Regions from separate parts of the Pan troglodytes genome. Here region 2 is linked to region 1. The links are chromatin contacts, called in public HiChIP or PLAC-seq maps. All regions are on one chromosome and are shown on one strand. Each heading gives the region's core, a stretch centred on a gene start, on an enhancer-like site or on the middle of the called end of the contact. The rest is flanking DNA. Distances are from core to core; before and after follow the strand shown.

Region 1 (7,697 bases), core at 2,056-4,555:
TCTTGCAAGTATTACCACAAGTAATCTCAGAGAATGAGGTCCAAAGTCCTGACAGAGGGGTCCCAATTAGAGCCTCTCAGGTTATCAGAATCATTTGCCCAGACAGGTATATTCAGAAGCCCAAAAATCTTCCCTTTAAACTTGAAAATAGAGTTCCAAACTCAGTTTTCAGTAAAATACCTTTGAGAAGGGCATATTTAAGTTTCAATGTAATATCTACCACATCACCTGCCGAGAACTTTAATTTAGAAATCATCTGTTTTCAAAAATACCATAGCCCAGATGCCAAAGCATGATGTTTATCTTTACACAAAAAAACACCAAAAGAAGAAAGATTTTATTTGGGAAACTAGACCTGGCACTTGTGGTATTTATTTTCTTTCATGTTTTATAACTACCTTTAGTCACTTAATCCTATTATTGAAGAATTAAAGGAAATCAAAGAGATACCAATATAAGACTAGCAATTTGGTAGACAAGAGGGAAAAAATTAGGAGGCTGAAAAAGGAACACACAAACTCACCAACTCAAGACTGTTTTTAACAGCATAGCATACTGTGTGGCCAATACCCCTCAAACCATAAATTCTGAGAAAAGTTCCCTAGTACCCAGTGAAGAGTCAAAAACAAATTCCTGCCTCAGCAATTTCTCACCATCATTTTATCCATCTGAGCCTGGCCCTAAATTTTCTAAAACAAAGCTCACAATCACATCCCCCTTCAACTTACATCCTCTCTCATGGAAGAAAGGTACTTTCTGTTCCATCATTTTCCTCTCAAACTCTGCCTATGACCTGGTCCCTAAAAACGAAATGTTCCTTCCACCTCTCCAAGTCTAGGCCCTTCATTCTCTTCCTCCACTGGTTCCTTGGCAGGGCCGGGAGCACAGAGGGAATATCTCCCACCGCTGTACTGGATTGCCCACACCTCGGTTCACATCGAATTTTTCTTCTTAACCCCCAGTAATCTGGCTTGTCTTAGCAATTCTATGAAACTGCAAGCACAGAGGGTTACTGACTCCCAATAGCCAAATAAAAGCTGACCAATCTCTCCTTTTCTAAGTCCTCGCCCTTTTCGATTTCTGCTGGCTCTATCTAGCCTTGGCTCTCCACTCGCCAAGGAAAATTCAAGACTGTGGTTAGACTCTAGTCTTTCTTCTGTGCAATCTAAGTGATCCCCTCCACTGTCCTCCTAGAAATGACATCAGAAAACAATCTTAGACCTATGCATCTCCAGCCACCAGTAAATATGAGAGCCCTCGATTCTATCTTCATTAAGCCCTTCAACTTTACTTCACATGTCCAAAACCAAATTCAAAGTCTTCCCAGGATTCCTGTCCCATTCCACCTTCACTTCCCTGTATCTACCAACTATATCATCATCGCCACGTCAGTCAAATTTCCCTTCACAGGCAGCCACCAAGGTCTGCTCGTTTTTCCATACTAGTATTGCAACTCCTATGAGAATACGGTTTTTCCATATTAATATCTCATCCACTATGACTCCAGGTTTGCTTCCTTCCTAGAGTTCAAAAATGACTGCAGTGTCCAGAATGAGAAGCTGCTGTAAGACTCCTTTCCCATGGACCAGCACCCATCCTCAACTGAAATGCAGTCTGGGAAAGTGTGAAAAAATGAAGGAGAAGGAGAGAGACACTCAGCTAACGCCACTGCCCTCATCTCACCTGCCACAAATAATCTGCATCTTCCCCCAGCTACCAAACCGTCCTTCACATAAATTTCTGTTCAGCCCACAAGCTGAAAAACCTCCTCAGCCTCTTATTAAAGACCCATTAAATAAGTCCTTTACTTCTTGATCAAAAGGAATCATCGCTGTGACTTTTAAAGTGTAAGAAAACCAAACCTTTAAAAGTACCTGTCCTCAGGGCTTCGGGCAATAAAAAAAAAAAATCTAGGTGAAACACCTTCTATAGGAAAATTTATTTTTTTTGAAAGAACTTAACCAGGCAAAGCAAGTAACTAGCAACATGTGCACAATTTACTTGGGCAAATGTCGCCCGTTCCTCCTCGGTGTCATCAGAAGGTACACTAGGAGAACAGAAGGGTTGAATTGAGCTGGTTTCCAAGGAACCATGTCAGAGCCGCTACGGAGTTAAGAGCTGCGTCCACACAGCAGCCAAATCATGAAGTTGCAGGAGCGGCTGTTGTTAACCCACAGCTAAGAATAACGCTCGACTTTCCAAAATAAAACGAAGAAACGAAGTCCCCTGGCCAAGGATTCGGGGCGGCACAGAGGGGAAAGGGAGCTTCCTGCACTGCCCTCATCACTCAGAGCCTGGGGTCCCAGGCGATTCACTCACCGCCCGCAGAACAGCGCCGCGGGCACCACGTGAGACTCCCGGGGCCGGCTGGGGGCGGGGGACGAGGGGCGCCCACTCGGGGGTCGGCAGTTTGCAGGTGCGGTGGGCGGCCCCCTCACCCACGTTTATCCGGACTGGAGCCCGCGGCTCCCGGCTGGGTTTCCGGGTGGTTCGCGCTCCTTCTGAATTGGCAGCGAGGTCGCGGCAGGTTCGAGGTAAAATCGGACGAAGAGGAGAAAAAGTCTCAGGGGTCTGGGGGCCTCCGCGCCTCAGGGGAGGCAAGGGCCGGGCCAGAGGCGCGAGGGTGGGTGAGGGATTCCCGCCGCAGGGCCGGGACCGGGGCTCGGGCAGTGGGCCCTGCCCCGCGCGCCCACGCGGGCCGCCCTACCGTGGCTCTGCAGGATCTCGTGCTTGAGGCCGCCGGTGTAGTCGATGAGCTCCTCCAGGCCGCGCTCGCACAGCTGCCCGTAGCCCGAGAACTTGTGCAGCACCTTCTCCAGCTCGCGCTCCACCGTCACGCACTGATCCATGCCGGAGGCGGCGGCGCTCGGCTCCTCGGCGCCCAGGTGTCCGCAGCCGTTCGGCCCGGGCCCCGCCGAGGCCGCGTCCTGCTCCTCGTTCCCCAAGCGGGCGGCGCGGGAGGCTGAGGCGGCCGAGGCGGCGGGCGCACTAGCCGCGGCGCCGGGGGAGCCCCGCGCAGCCGGAGCCCGCCTGCCCCATGGCGCCCTAGCCCCCTGGCGCGTCGCCGCTGCTCCCGTTCGCTCGCTGCACTCGGCCCCGCGTCCCCAGGCCCCGCTCGCGACGTTCGGGTGCCTGCGACGGCGCGGCCGATTGTTTTTGTTTTCACGGGAAGCGACCGATGACCTGGTTCTCCCGGGCGGCACCAAGCGCCGCCGACTGGGGGGAGGGGGATGGCCACCCGGGCGAGGAAAGGAGGCGGCGCGGGCCGTACCAAGTACACCCTCGGGGTGGGGGGTGCGACCCGGCGAGAACGGGCGGAGGAACGCGACGGGCGCCCACACGCGCCGCCACTCTAATGGTGTGGGCCGTACCACACGGAAGGCGTGCGAGGGAGAGGGCGAGGGTGGAGCGAGGCCCCAATTGGCCTGAGTAGCTAAATAGGGAACTTTGGAGACAGCCCCAGCGCTCGGAGAGCGCTACAACTACGCGCTCCATAAACAAGGAGGCGGAAACCGGCCCTCACCACTCCGCCCAGAAGCGGGGAACCCCAACCAATGGGCGCGGGGAGTCGTAAGAAGCCAATCCCTGGCCGAGGCGTAAGCCTTCAGCCAATCCGGGCTGAGGGGCCAAACCAACGGGCTCGCTGTTGGAGGGGGTGACTTGGAGAGCGTACCGAGAAACGAGTAGTTTATGGAAAGCCTTGGGGGAAAACTAGACAAAAATACAAAGGGCTGTTTTCCATAGGACGTCGCCCTGACCCCAATTTATTTCGTCTCCTCATCGATCTTAAGGGAAAGGGGTACCGTCATTCCGAACTTTTGGGCGACGGATCCATCTCCCGGGATGAAAAACCAAGCCAGGCCGCCCGGGGGCTGGTGCTGCGTCGGCGGGGGGTCCCTAATGGGAATTAAAGGCGGGGGTGATTGGGCCCGGGTGAGGGGAGCCGCTTGCTGCTCGCGAAAGCCCCGCGCCGGCTGTCAGCGCTGCCCCGGGCTTGCGACACCCAGGAGGTCATGTCCCCATCCCCCGCGGGCCCTGGCCCTTTGGCCCCTTGGCCTGGAACCTCTCCTGACGGTGGCCTCGCCCCAGAGCCATGTGCCGGGCAGCTTAGCAGGGTGGAAAGAACACGCGCTGGAGAGCCGGGCAGCCTGGCCCTTGCTCCCTAGGAAGCCTTATGCTATCGGATCGGATCGGCTTTACCCCCTCGGGTAAATCCTTCCCATCGCTTGCTATGGAGTCTCCAGCCTTGGCCTAGACCTCCTTGATCAGCATCGGCTGCACTACCTTTGCATTTCTTCAGGAGCCCAGCTAGTTCGTGCCTCAGGGCCTCTGCACTTGCCCTTTCCTTGGCCCAGAAAACTCTTCTCCTACCTTTTTCATCCTGAAGTTCTTCTCAGCTCACTTGTCCCCTTACAGGGTCCTCCCCTGGCTGACCACACTAATGTACTTCCTCCCCACCGTTAATACCATAACACATTTTATTATTTCCACACCACTTAAACTCTGAAATGATCTGATGTTTTATTTTTCTGTCTGCACCACTTACATAAAACCATGAAGGCAGGCCCCCTGCTTGTCTAAATTTTTTGCCTAGAACAGCCCCTGGCGTGAGGTGGTAGGCAATTCTTTTTCTTAAATTAACGTGATAACGTTTTTGAGCCTTAACTTCCGTATAACTGAGAAATAATTGGAATTAATACTTAACTAAATTGTTAGATAAAGGAGAATATATGTAAATACCCATAATAGGCTCATGATAACCACATGATAAAGGTGGTAGTAGTCATTATTAGGGCAGCCCCAACTGGTATTATTTCAGATCTCCCTTCTCCCCACCCCATTTTTCTTCCCTCTTGGCAGATGTCTCTGATTCTTCACTGAGATTAAAAAAAAAAAAAAATCTAGCTCCAGCAACTTCTATCACTCTTCTCCAAGTATTGCTGTGTACCACCCATTTTGTGAACATTCTTATGTACCCAAAGGACCAGGAGTCCCTTCTCCCTTTCCAAGACAGCCGTTGGGGCCTGCAGGCTGCCTCTCACCCCTGTCCAGATCTTCCCCCTCTATCTCTGCAGTAGGTTCTTCCTTTCTACTTTCAGCCCAAATGGGTTTGACCTACCTGGGGGAGGAAACTTAATTTAACCCTCCTCAAGCACTCATTTCTTTCACTGCCAAACTGCCTAGACAAATCTATGTTTATTCCTCCCTTTTCTTCAAGGATCTCCTTGATAAGCTCAGTCACCCTTTTCTCAGTCTTTTTTTTTCTTCTCCTTCAAAGGGTTGTTATAGTATGAAACATTCCATTTAAGGCACTCAACAAAATGCCTGGCACAAGGTAAGAGCCATGATAATCCACTGATCACAAATAATCAATGACTTCTCATTACCTACAGCTTCAGATCCTCTCTCAAGGACGTGGTCTGCCCTGTATAGCAACACAGCACAAACCCCTATCCAGGCATGAAGCACTTTCCCACCCTCAGTGTGACTTGAGTACAGCCCATTCATACATTGCCTTCTTCTGGGACACTTTTCTTTATTCTGTTTTTCGAATCCTCCCTTTCTTCAAGTAACAAGACAAGTCTTACTTTAACTAGTGACACCTTCTAGAACCTAGGCCTGCACTCTTCAATACCATAATCACCAGCCACAAGCAGGTTTTTTTTGTTTTGTTTTTTTGTTTTTTTGTTTTGAGATGGAGTCTTACTCTGTCACCAAGGCTGGAGTGCAGTGGTGGGATCTCGGCTGACTGCAACCTCCACCTCCCGGGTTCAAGTGATTCTCCTACCTCAGCCTCCTGAGCAGCTGGGACTACAGGCACACACCACCACGCCCAGCTAATTTTTGTATTTTTGGTAGAGACAGGGTTTCACCATATTGGCCTGGCTGGTCTCAAACTCCTGGCCTCGTGATCCACCCGCCTCAGCCTCCCAAAGTGCTGGGATTATAGGCGTGAGCCACCGCACCCGACCCACGTGTAGCTATTTAAATTGAAATATAAGCTAGATAATTTAAAATTTAGTTCCCCAATTGTACTAACTACATATCAAATAATAACCACATGTAGCTGGTGGCTACTGTATTAATCAGCGCAAAATAAATATTTCCATCACTGTAGAAAGTTTTGTTGGACAGTGCTGATCTAGACCATGACCACAGTAAAGTTACCAGGCCTACCTTTAACTGCTGTAAGACCTCTGTGTAAGTCATTTCATGCCTTAGTGCATACTGCCCCCATATTTTTAGTTAACTTTTCCAACATGTGCCTTTTTGACTCAACTAGACTATCAGTTTTCAGATCTGGGCTGACTTCTTTTTATCTCCCATGATTTAATCAGCATGAAAAAAAGTGTTTGTTAAAGGAAAAAGAATACGCAGATTAGAGGAGAAGAGGCTTCAGAGTTAGCTGGGAGAGAAAAATAGTACTTGTAAGGGCAGAGATTTATGTTGCCTCTTCACTTTGTATTGGCCCTTTCTACACAGTGCCTAATTGCCTTAAGCCTAAACTGTGAATTGTCAAAGAAGCACCTCTAGAAACAACACGGAAAGAAATTTAGTTTTCAGAGCAACTGCAAATTAGTTTTTTGTGTTTTTTGTGTTTTTTTTTTTTTTTTTTTTTGAGCCAGAGTCTCGATCTGTCGCCCAGGCTGGAGTGCAGTGGCGCGATCTCGGCTCACTGCAAGCTCCGCCTCCTGGGTTCATGCCATTCTCCTGCCTCAGCCTCCCGAGTAGCTGGGACTACAGGCGCCCCCCACCACACCCAGCTAATTTTCTTTTGTATTTTTACTAGAGACGGGGTTTCACTGTGTTAGCCAGGATGATCTCGATCTCCTGACCTCGTGATCCACGCGCCTCGGCCACCCAAAGTGCTGGGATTACAGGCGTGAGCCACCGCGCCCCGCGCAAATTAGTTTTCTATAATTGCATTTTCACCACACAATAAGGAAGAACACACACACACACACACACACACACACACACACACACACAAAATCCCACTTTAGTATCAAGTGGACTCCTTCCCCCACATGCTGTTCAGCCTGGAGAAGCTTTAATTGATACTCATTCTGGACTTTGCTCTTGTCTTCCCCTTCACTCCAGATTTGACTCTGTAAAATGTAAGTAAACATCAAAAAAAGACAGGAAAAAGAAAACCTTTTGTCTTTCAGCCAAAATACATATTTATTGTAGGAAAATTAGAAAATACAAACAAGTAAACAGAAATAAAAGTCCCATGAAAGCCCAAGACCCAGAAAAAGAAAATCATTTTTAACATTCGGGGTGAATTTCCACAGATTTTTTTCTTTTTTGTGCATACACATAAACTCATATGCACATTTTTATGAAAGAACGCTCTCATTGTATTTACTATTTTGTAAACAGCTTTTGTTGTCCTCTTAACATTTCTCCAACAACAAAAACAGTTTTTAGAACTGCTTTTGACATCTTTTTAAAATGCTTAATAGCTGTTACACTAGCTTATAGCTTATTCAACATATCTCATACATATTTTCACTTTGAATTATTCTTAGAAGACTGAAACCAGAGAGAGACAAGATAGAAAAAGGGAAAATTTCATCTCTTAAATTTGAGAAATTATATTTTTAAAAACCTTCTGCTTTTATGCAAAACACACTTTCAGATAAGGGTAAGAAGGACTACATTTATAATTCTGTTAATAAAAATGAATCAGCGAG
Region 2 (7,697 bases), core at 2,791-5,290, 150 kb after region 1:
ATTGTTTTAAGCCACCCAGTTTGTGGCATTTTGTTATGGCAGTCCTAGGAAATTAACACAAGGATTATTGTAAGTTTGGTGGAGAAAGGTTGGAAATGGACAGGAGGTGACTCAAGGTCTGTCTTTGCCTTATCTCAAGTCGTAAGTTGTGGGTTGGGAGCCCCTTGGTCCTGAAGTTTAGTCATAAAGATAAATCCACTCCAAAATTATTATATAAGTCATGGGAGGGAGTTCAGTTTCCAAACATTGATTTATATCTAACATTTCCAGGGTCCATCTGTTGTATAAAACAAGGTGTATCTTGGCTTTAGAAAGCCAAAATTCTTGCCAGGAATTGGGTTATGATTTTCTTGCCCAAAGCATTTCATTTAACAATCTACCTGGCAAATGGGGAACAGTTGTGAGCCAGGAAGCTCCCTAAGACTGGATATCTTAGTGAAATGAGCAAGGAAAACTGGAAGGTGGAGGAAAAACAGTCCTTTCTGTTTTTCATTTCAAATTCAGGGGAGGATTTAAAGCATAGGCATTGAAGTACCTCTCAAGGATACACATCTATTTATATTTTTCAGAGATCAGGAGGAGAATGCACATAAAGCCTTTGAAAATGTGTGTGAACAAACGTCTATGTGAACATATGGCAGGGGAGTGTGATCCTGTTAAACACTTGCTGTGTTTGGCAGGAGTAAAGAGCTAGAATGCCTGCTCACTTAGTTCTTCCCACCCCCTCAGATGTGTGAGTCTTAGCAGGTGGGAGGATCTGTAGCTTGCTTCCTGAGGTCCATGTAGGAAGGACGAACTTGAGCCCCAGCCGCAACTAAGGAGTGCTCTGTCCAATGCAAAAGCAGTATCAGGACACAAATGGAGAGTACACGTTACTCTAAAGATAGAGCCTAAAAAAATGTGTGGAAGCAAGATGCACGGTGCAGAGGAACTGCACTGATGTGTTGATAGGGCTCTGTCAGTACCTATGAGCTCTGTACGACATTGAGAGGCCATGTGCCAAGTCAAACCTTCCTCCACACCCTGCCAGGCCTCTCTGCCATTGATGGCCAGCTTTAGAACAACTGCAGCTTTAGGATCTGAAATGGCTGTGGCCTAAATACTCCACCCAGAAACCGGGAAGGCTCTTTGGCACATGTTGTTTCTTTTACTCTGGATACTCTTCCTCTCTCTGCTAGCTCATCCTTCAGGTCTCAGCTTATTTGTCATCTGCTCAGGGAAGAGTCACTGATCAGCACGTTCTTCTTATAGTCAGAATTTTGCACATTTGTAGTAATACAATTTCATCTATAACCATTGTTTAATACTATTGTCCTTCTCATCAGATTGTAGGAGATTTTTTTCTGCTCACTGCCATTTTCCTGAAGCCTATAGAATGCCTGACATATAGTAGGCATTTGAGAAATACTGTTGACTAATTGGCGATCCAGTATCCTCCTACTTGAAAAAAATGCTTATAGTTTATTCTCAAAAAAAGGTGAAAGAGACTTAAAAAAATTCCACATTTTCAAGGAACTCCTTCACCTTTAAAATGGAAGGAAGAAACGAAATAAGGAAGGGAAGGAGGGAGATAAATGGAAAATGAACAAGGGTTATGAAGAAGCAAGTCACAGAAGAAATTCAAATGACCAACAAATATATGAAAAGATGCTTATCCAGACTAATAGTCCGGGAAATTAAAGTTAAAAACAATATTTTATGCCCTTAGATTGGCAAAAATTTAAAATATTGCTAAAATTCACTTTTAGCATGGATTTAGGGAATAAGAGTGCTGGTATACACTATTGGTAGGAGTTCACAATAGTGCAATGTATATGGAAGATACTGGTATTAAGTTTAAAATTTTTAACTGTGCCTATATTTGCAGGATTATTTACTAGGGAAAAACTAGAAACAATCTTATATAATAGGGAAATGGTTAAATAAATTATGGTACATTCTTGCTATGGACTGCCATAGATATTGACACCGATGAAAGTCTACATAAAATGTGTTTAAAAGGAAATTGTAGGACAACGTATATAACATAATATCAATTAAGTAAAAATAGGGCTGGGAGAGGTGGCTCAATGTATATAATATAATCTCAACTAAGTAAAAATAGGCCCGGGCAAGGTGGCTAACACCTGTAATCCCAACACTTTGAGAGGCTGAGGTGGGAGGATCGCTTGAGCCCAGGAGTTTGAGACCCGCCTGGGCAACATGGCTAACCCTTGTCTCTACAGAAAAATTAAAAACACAGTGGGCGTGGTGGCTGACACCCAGCTACTCAGGAGGCTAAGGTGGGAGGATCACTTGAATCTGGGAGGTAGAGGCTGCAGTGAGGCAAGATCCTGCCACTGCACTCCAGCCTGGGTGACAAAGTGATACCCGGTCTCAAAAACAAATACATAAATAAAAATAAAAGTATATTTTCCAACGGAAAAGGTTTCAGAAGATTCACACTATATTTAATAGTTGGTGTGAATCCTTTGAGACCTTTTCCCCTGAGGAAGTGAGAATGAGGGTTTAACTTTTCACAATGAACAGGCAGTGCTTTTTTAAAAACAACTTTATTGAAGTATGATTGGACATAAAATAAATCGCACATACTTAGTGTCCAACCTGGTAAGTTTTGATATTGTATACATCTGTGAAACCATCATCACAATCAAGATATTATCCATCATCCCCCTAAACTTCGTGTCTCTTTGTAATCCCTCTTTTCTGCCTCTTTCTGACCCCACTCCTATCCGCTAGCAACCGCCCATGTACTCTCTGTCACTATGTATTAGTTTGCATTTTCCAGAATGTTATATAAATGGAATCATACGGTTCTGGCTTCTTTCACTTGGCAGAATTATTCTGAGATTCATCCATGCTGTTGCATTTATCAATAGTTTACTTTTTTATTGCTCAGTACTATTCCTTCGTATGGATCAATCACGACTGGTTTATCCATTCACTTGTTGATAGACATTTGGATTGTTTCCAGTTTATGGCTATTACAAATAGAGCTGCTATGAGCATTTGTGTACAAGTCTTTGTAAGAACATATGCTTTTTTCCCTCTTGGGTAAATAGCTAGGAATGGAAGGCTGGCTTTGTTTAGCATTTTAAGAAATTGTCAAAATGTTTTCAAAGCTGCCGAACCATTTTATGATTCCACCAGAGACAGGAGTATGGGGCTGAGGTAACAAATGGTCCCCTTCACCATCCTCGGATGAGTTAATGACAGTAACCATCAGCTCACCGTATAGGCCTAATCAGGAACTGTCCGTGCTAAAATGTGTCTAGTTCTCTTTAGTCAGATTCCTTTGAGAGTGTGATTAAGCTCACGGTCAGTGTGGCGTGTAGGACAGGACACACATGGACAATTGCTAGGCAGGAATCGCCCACGCTGGAAAGGGCGATGGCCTGAAAAAAAACGACCGCAGTGTGGCTGGCGCCTGTAGTCCCAGCTACTCGGGAGGCTGAGGCAGGAGAATGGCGTGAACCCGGGAGGCGGAGCTTGCAGTGAACCGAGATCGCGCCACTGCACTCCAGCCTGGGCGACAGAGCGAGACTCCGTCTCAAAAAAAAAAAACAAACAAAAAAACAAAACAAAACAAAAAACGACCGCAGTTGGGATGGAAAGGGGAGGGTTGAAGTTCAGACATATTGAAGTTAGAATGGTTGGGACTTGGTAAGAGGGGAGAGAGGACAATGCCTAGGGTTTAGTGACCAGGTGATGGTGGTGCAAGCAGAGGGGAGGAGTGGGTTGGCGGGAGGAAAAAGAGGTTATTTTTGGTTTGTCACCTGTGAGTTGCCTACTGGACACAAAGATGAAGCTGTCGGGAAAGTGATGCTAAGTGTACACGTCTGCGTGGAGATCCAGACTTCTGGTGCAACATCTAGGTTTAGGTGAAGTATTAGAAGCAGTTGTAGCCAACAAATTCGTATCTTTCAGAGCAATCATTTCTACACCTTACGAAAAGCACCGAATCCGTGGTCTCCCCCACACAGACATGACCAGAACATGTGCGATGACGTCAGCCTTTTTGACTAGTCTCCTACTCACTCAATTCTGCGCAGGCGTATGGCGCATGCGCACCATCCCCTACTGCCGCCGCTCCCTACTCTGGGGGTTGGGACTACCTCCCTTTCCGCGGGCCCCGCCCAGGCGGCTGCCCGTGACGTGCCTGGGCGCGGGGAACTGAAAGCCGGAAGGGGCAAGACGGGTTCAGTTCGTCATGGGGCTGTTTGGAAAGACCCAGGAGAAGCCGCCCAAAGAACTGGTAAGGGCTACGGCGGCGGCAGATAAGCGGGTGGATCTGTGTGGGGCGTACTGAAGTTGGTAAATGACAGGACACTCTTCTCCCCACCGCCTGCCCGATACCGCCCGGCCCCCATTTCCGGGGACTCCCACTCGACAGGGGGGCCGGAGGAAGAGTCTTTAGGAGTCGGCTGTGGGACGCGAGAGCTCCTGTTGCCATGGCTCTCGAACAGGTAGCCGAGGGTGGATGAAGAGTTTCTCCACCTCGCCACTGAGCGCGTAGGCAGCGACACCGTCCTGGCCTCGGAAACCCCTTCCCCCTGCGCGCGTTGGTACGACCCGCCCGGAACCTTTTCCCAGCGTAGGCCCCACCCCTCCAGCCCGGCTGCGGACCACCCGGAGAACCTTCTCCTGCCCGGAGCGTTGTTTGGAGCGGGCCGGATCGCGTCTGCCGGAGGAGCCGTCTGTTCTCCGTTCTCCCTGTTGTGTTGAAAAAGAGGCTCAGTTTCCTCTTTCCCCAGCCCTTGTGTTGACCCTAGGCACATATGGTAGCGGGGCAGGGACTCGACCCAGAAGAATGTTACAGAAGATAGCTCTGGACCCGGCTTCAAACTCTCGTTACCTATTAATTGAGATAATATTGGGAGGCAAACAGTTGAAAATGCCCTGCAGTCAGTCAACCTAAGTTTGAATCCTGCCTTCCCACATCTCAGCTCTGTGATCTCTGGAAAGTTCACTTCTCAGTGCCTTCTCGTCTGTGAAGCCAGAATAATAGTAGTGTCACCTCAGAGTAATTGAAGATTCAGGGATGTAAAGTTTTCATATTGGTAGTTAGGGCTAATTCTTTAAATACGGCACAGCCTTGCTACTCAAATGCCAACCAGCAGCATCAACATCACCTGGGAGCTTGTTAAATCTCGGGCCCCACTCCAGACCCACTGAGTCAGATTTTGAATTCTGACAAGCTCCCTAATGATTAGTGTGCACATCAGTGCTTTGAGAAGCACTGCTCTGCAACACCTAGGCTTGTCCAAAATGGAAAAAAAAATCCTGAAATCCTTTAATAAATGATCTTACCTGTTCAGCTCTAGCAGGCACATTTTAAAAACTAATCTTATGCATCTTGCAATTCCTGGCACATAATGTGCGTTAATGTAAATTTGTTGTTGTTGTTGTTAAAGGCCCTAGAACAGTAGACACTCATTATTTTCGTCAGGAAACTTACTCAGTTTTGCTCCTTGGTAAAATAAAAATTGTGGCGCTTAAATGAAATAACGTATAACATCACTTTGGAAACTATAGAACATTATATAGATGCACATTTTGTGACATCTGTATATTCTAAGATTCTTGTTATTGTAGAAGTGTGGTAGGGAGAGATTATTTGTTGCCTTCAGTGTTTGGCCTTGGCATTGCCATTCGTAAATTGAGATAAGATTATGGAGAAGCAAAAAAGATGCTGGGGAAATGGTTGCTTTATTGTTTAAACTAGTCTCTAGTATATGTACTACTATACTACTCTAGTATATTGTACACTTAGATTGTTTTTAAATGATAAATTGCTAAGAACACGATGTTGGTACACTCTTCAGTAGGGTAATCTACCTGAGAAAGCTGATTGACACTGGAAGATGGCAGGGTTGAAGCATGAGATTGGTTTTTAAAACTATGCTTGCCAGAGCCGAACAGGTAAGATCATTTATTGAATAAAAAATTTTAGTTTTTTTCCCCCCATTATGGACAAGTCTGGGTATTGTAGAGCAGTGCTTCTCAAGCATTAGTGTGCACACTAATCATTAGGGATCTTGTCAGAATTCAAAATCTGATTCAGTGGGTCTTGGATAGGGTCTGAGATTTCTAATAAGCTCCCAGGTGATGTTGATGCTGCTGGTCTACACTTGAGTAGCAAGATTGTAGAGTGAATTAAGATTAGCCCTAACTACCACCACCTTTAGCTAACATATTGAACCAGGCATTGTGTTAAGCACTCTGCAATGTTATGAGGTAGGAACTGTTATTGTCTCCACTTTACAGGTGGCAACTGAGGCATACAGTATTTAGGTAATTTGCCCAAGGTCATACAGTTTGTGAATTACAGCACCAGAGGTTAGGTATTCTAAGGCCTATACTTAGAATTATCATGCCATTTATACTACCTCCCAAAGAGGGATTATAAAGGTGAAATAAGAAGCCAAAGAACTTAACTTCTAGCAAGTAAGATACACATTTTAAGAGCTGGTTTGGATAGGGCACCTGATATGGTTTGGATCTGTGTCCCCGCCAAATCTCATGTCAAATTGTCATCCCCAGTGTTGGAGGTGGGACCTGGTATGAGGTGATTGGATCATGGGAGCAGATTTCCCATGAGTGGTTTAGCACTATCACCCTTGGTACTGTCCTTGAGATAGTGAGTTCTCATGAGATCTGGTTGTTTAAAAGTGTGTAGCACCTTCTCCCTCATTCTCTCTTGCTCCTGCCATGTAAGATGCCTATTTCTTTGCCTTCCCCCATGATTGGAAGCTTCCTGAGGCCTCCCTAAAAGCAGAAGCTGCTGTGCTTCCTGTACAGTCTGCAGAACCGTGAGCCAGTTAAACCTCTTTCTTTTTTTTTTTTTTTAAATTATACTTTAAGTTCTGGGTTACATGTGCAGAACGTGCAGTTTTGTTACATACGTACACGTGCTGTGGTGGTTTGCTGCACCCATCAACTGGTCACCTGCATTAGGTATTTCTGCTAATGTTATCCCTCCCCAACCCCCAACCCCTGACAGGCCCCGGTGTGTAATGATCCCCTCCCTGTGTCCATGTGTTCTCATTGTTCAATTCCCACTTATGAGTGAGAACATGCGGTGTTTGGTTTTCTGATCTTGTGATAGTTTGCTGAGAATGATGTTTTCCAGCTTCATCCATGTCCCTGCAAAGGACGTGAACTCATCCTTTTTTATGGCTTCATAGTATTCCATGGTGCCACATTTTCTTAATCCAGTCTATCATTGATGGACATTTGGGTTGGTTCCAAGTCTTTGCTATTGTGAATAGTGCCGCAATAATTTTTTTTTTTTTTTTTTGAGATGGAGTCTCACTCTGTCACCCAGGCAGTGCAGTGGCGCGATCTCAGCTCACTGCAACCTCCGCCTCCTGGGTTCAAGGGATTCTCCTGCCTCAGTCTCCTGAGTAGCTGGGACTACAGGCGCGTGCCACCACATCTGGCTAATTTTTTGTGTGTTTAGTAGAGACAGAGTTTCACCGTGTTAGCCAGGATGGTCTTGATCTCCTGACCTCGTGATCTGCCCACCTTGGCCTCCGAAAGTCTGGGATTACAGGTGTAAGCCACCGCGCCCGGCCCTCTTTTCTTTTTATGAATTACCCAGCCTCAGGTATTTCTTTATAGCAATGTAAGAACCGACTAATACAGTACCACATACACAGGTATAGGAGTTCAGTGGTTGGAGTGATTATCTCCAG

Evidence for each region. HiChIP or PLAC-seq counts read pairs in DNA pulled down with a chosen protein or histone mark.
Region 2: an H3K4me3 HiChIP or PLAC-seq map of stem cell-derived excitatory neurons shows a contact between it and region 1, with 3 times the contacts expected there. The contact joins the promoter of CHMP3 here to the promoter of RMND5A in region 1. A contact is called at or near these places in 1 of 7 Hi-C or Micro-C datasets (stem cell-derived neural progenitor cells) and 1 of 1 datasets of contacts at active chromatin or transcription factors (stem cell-derived excitatory neurons).

Annotation. Positions count from the first base shown.
Region 1 is chr12:36,033,336-36,041,032 of NHGRI_mPanTro3-v2.0_pri, forward strand. RMND5A (required for meiotic nuclear division 5 homolog A) reads right to left here and starts at 3,306. Exons shown (of 9, transcript XM_016948908.4): 1 at 2,708-3,306. The coding sequence starts at 2,849.
Region 2 is chr12:36,182,633-36,190,329 of NHGRI_mPanTro3-v2.0_pri, forward strand. It overlaps CHMP3 (charged multivesicular body protein 3), which reads left to right and starts at 4,041. Exons shown (of 6, transcript XM_001138427.7): 1 at 4,041-4,255. The coding sequence starts at 4,211.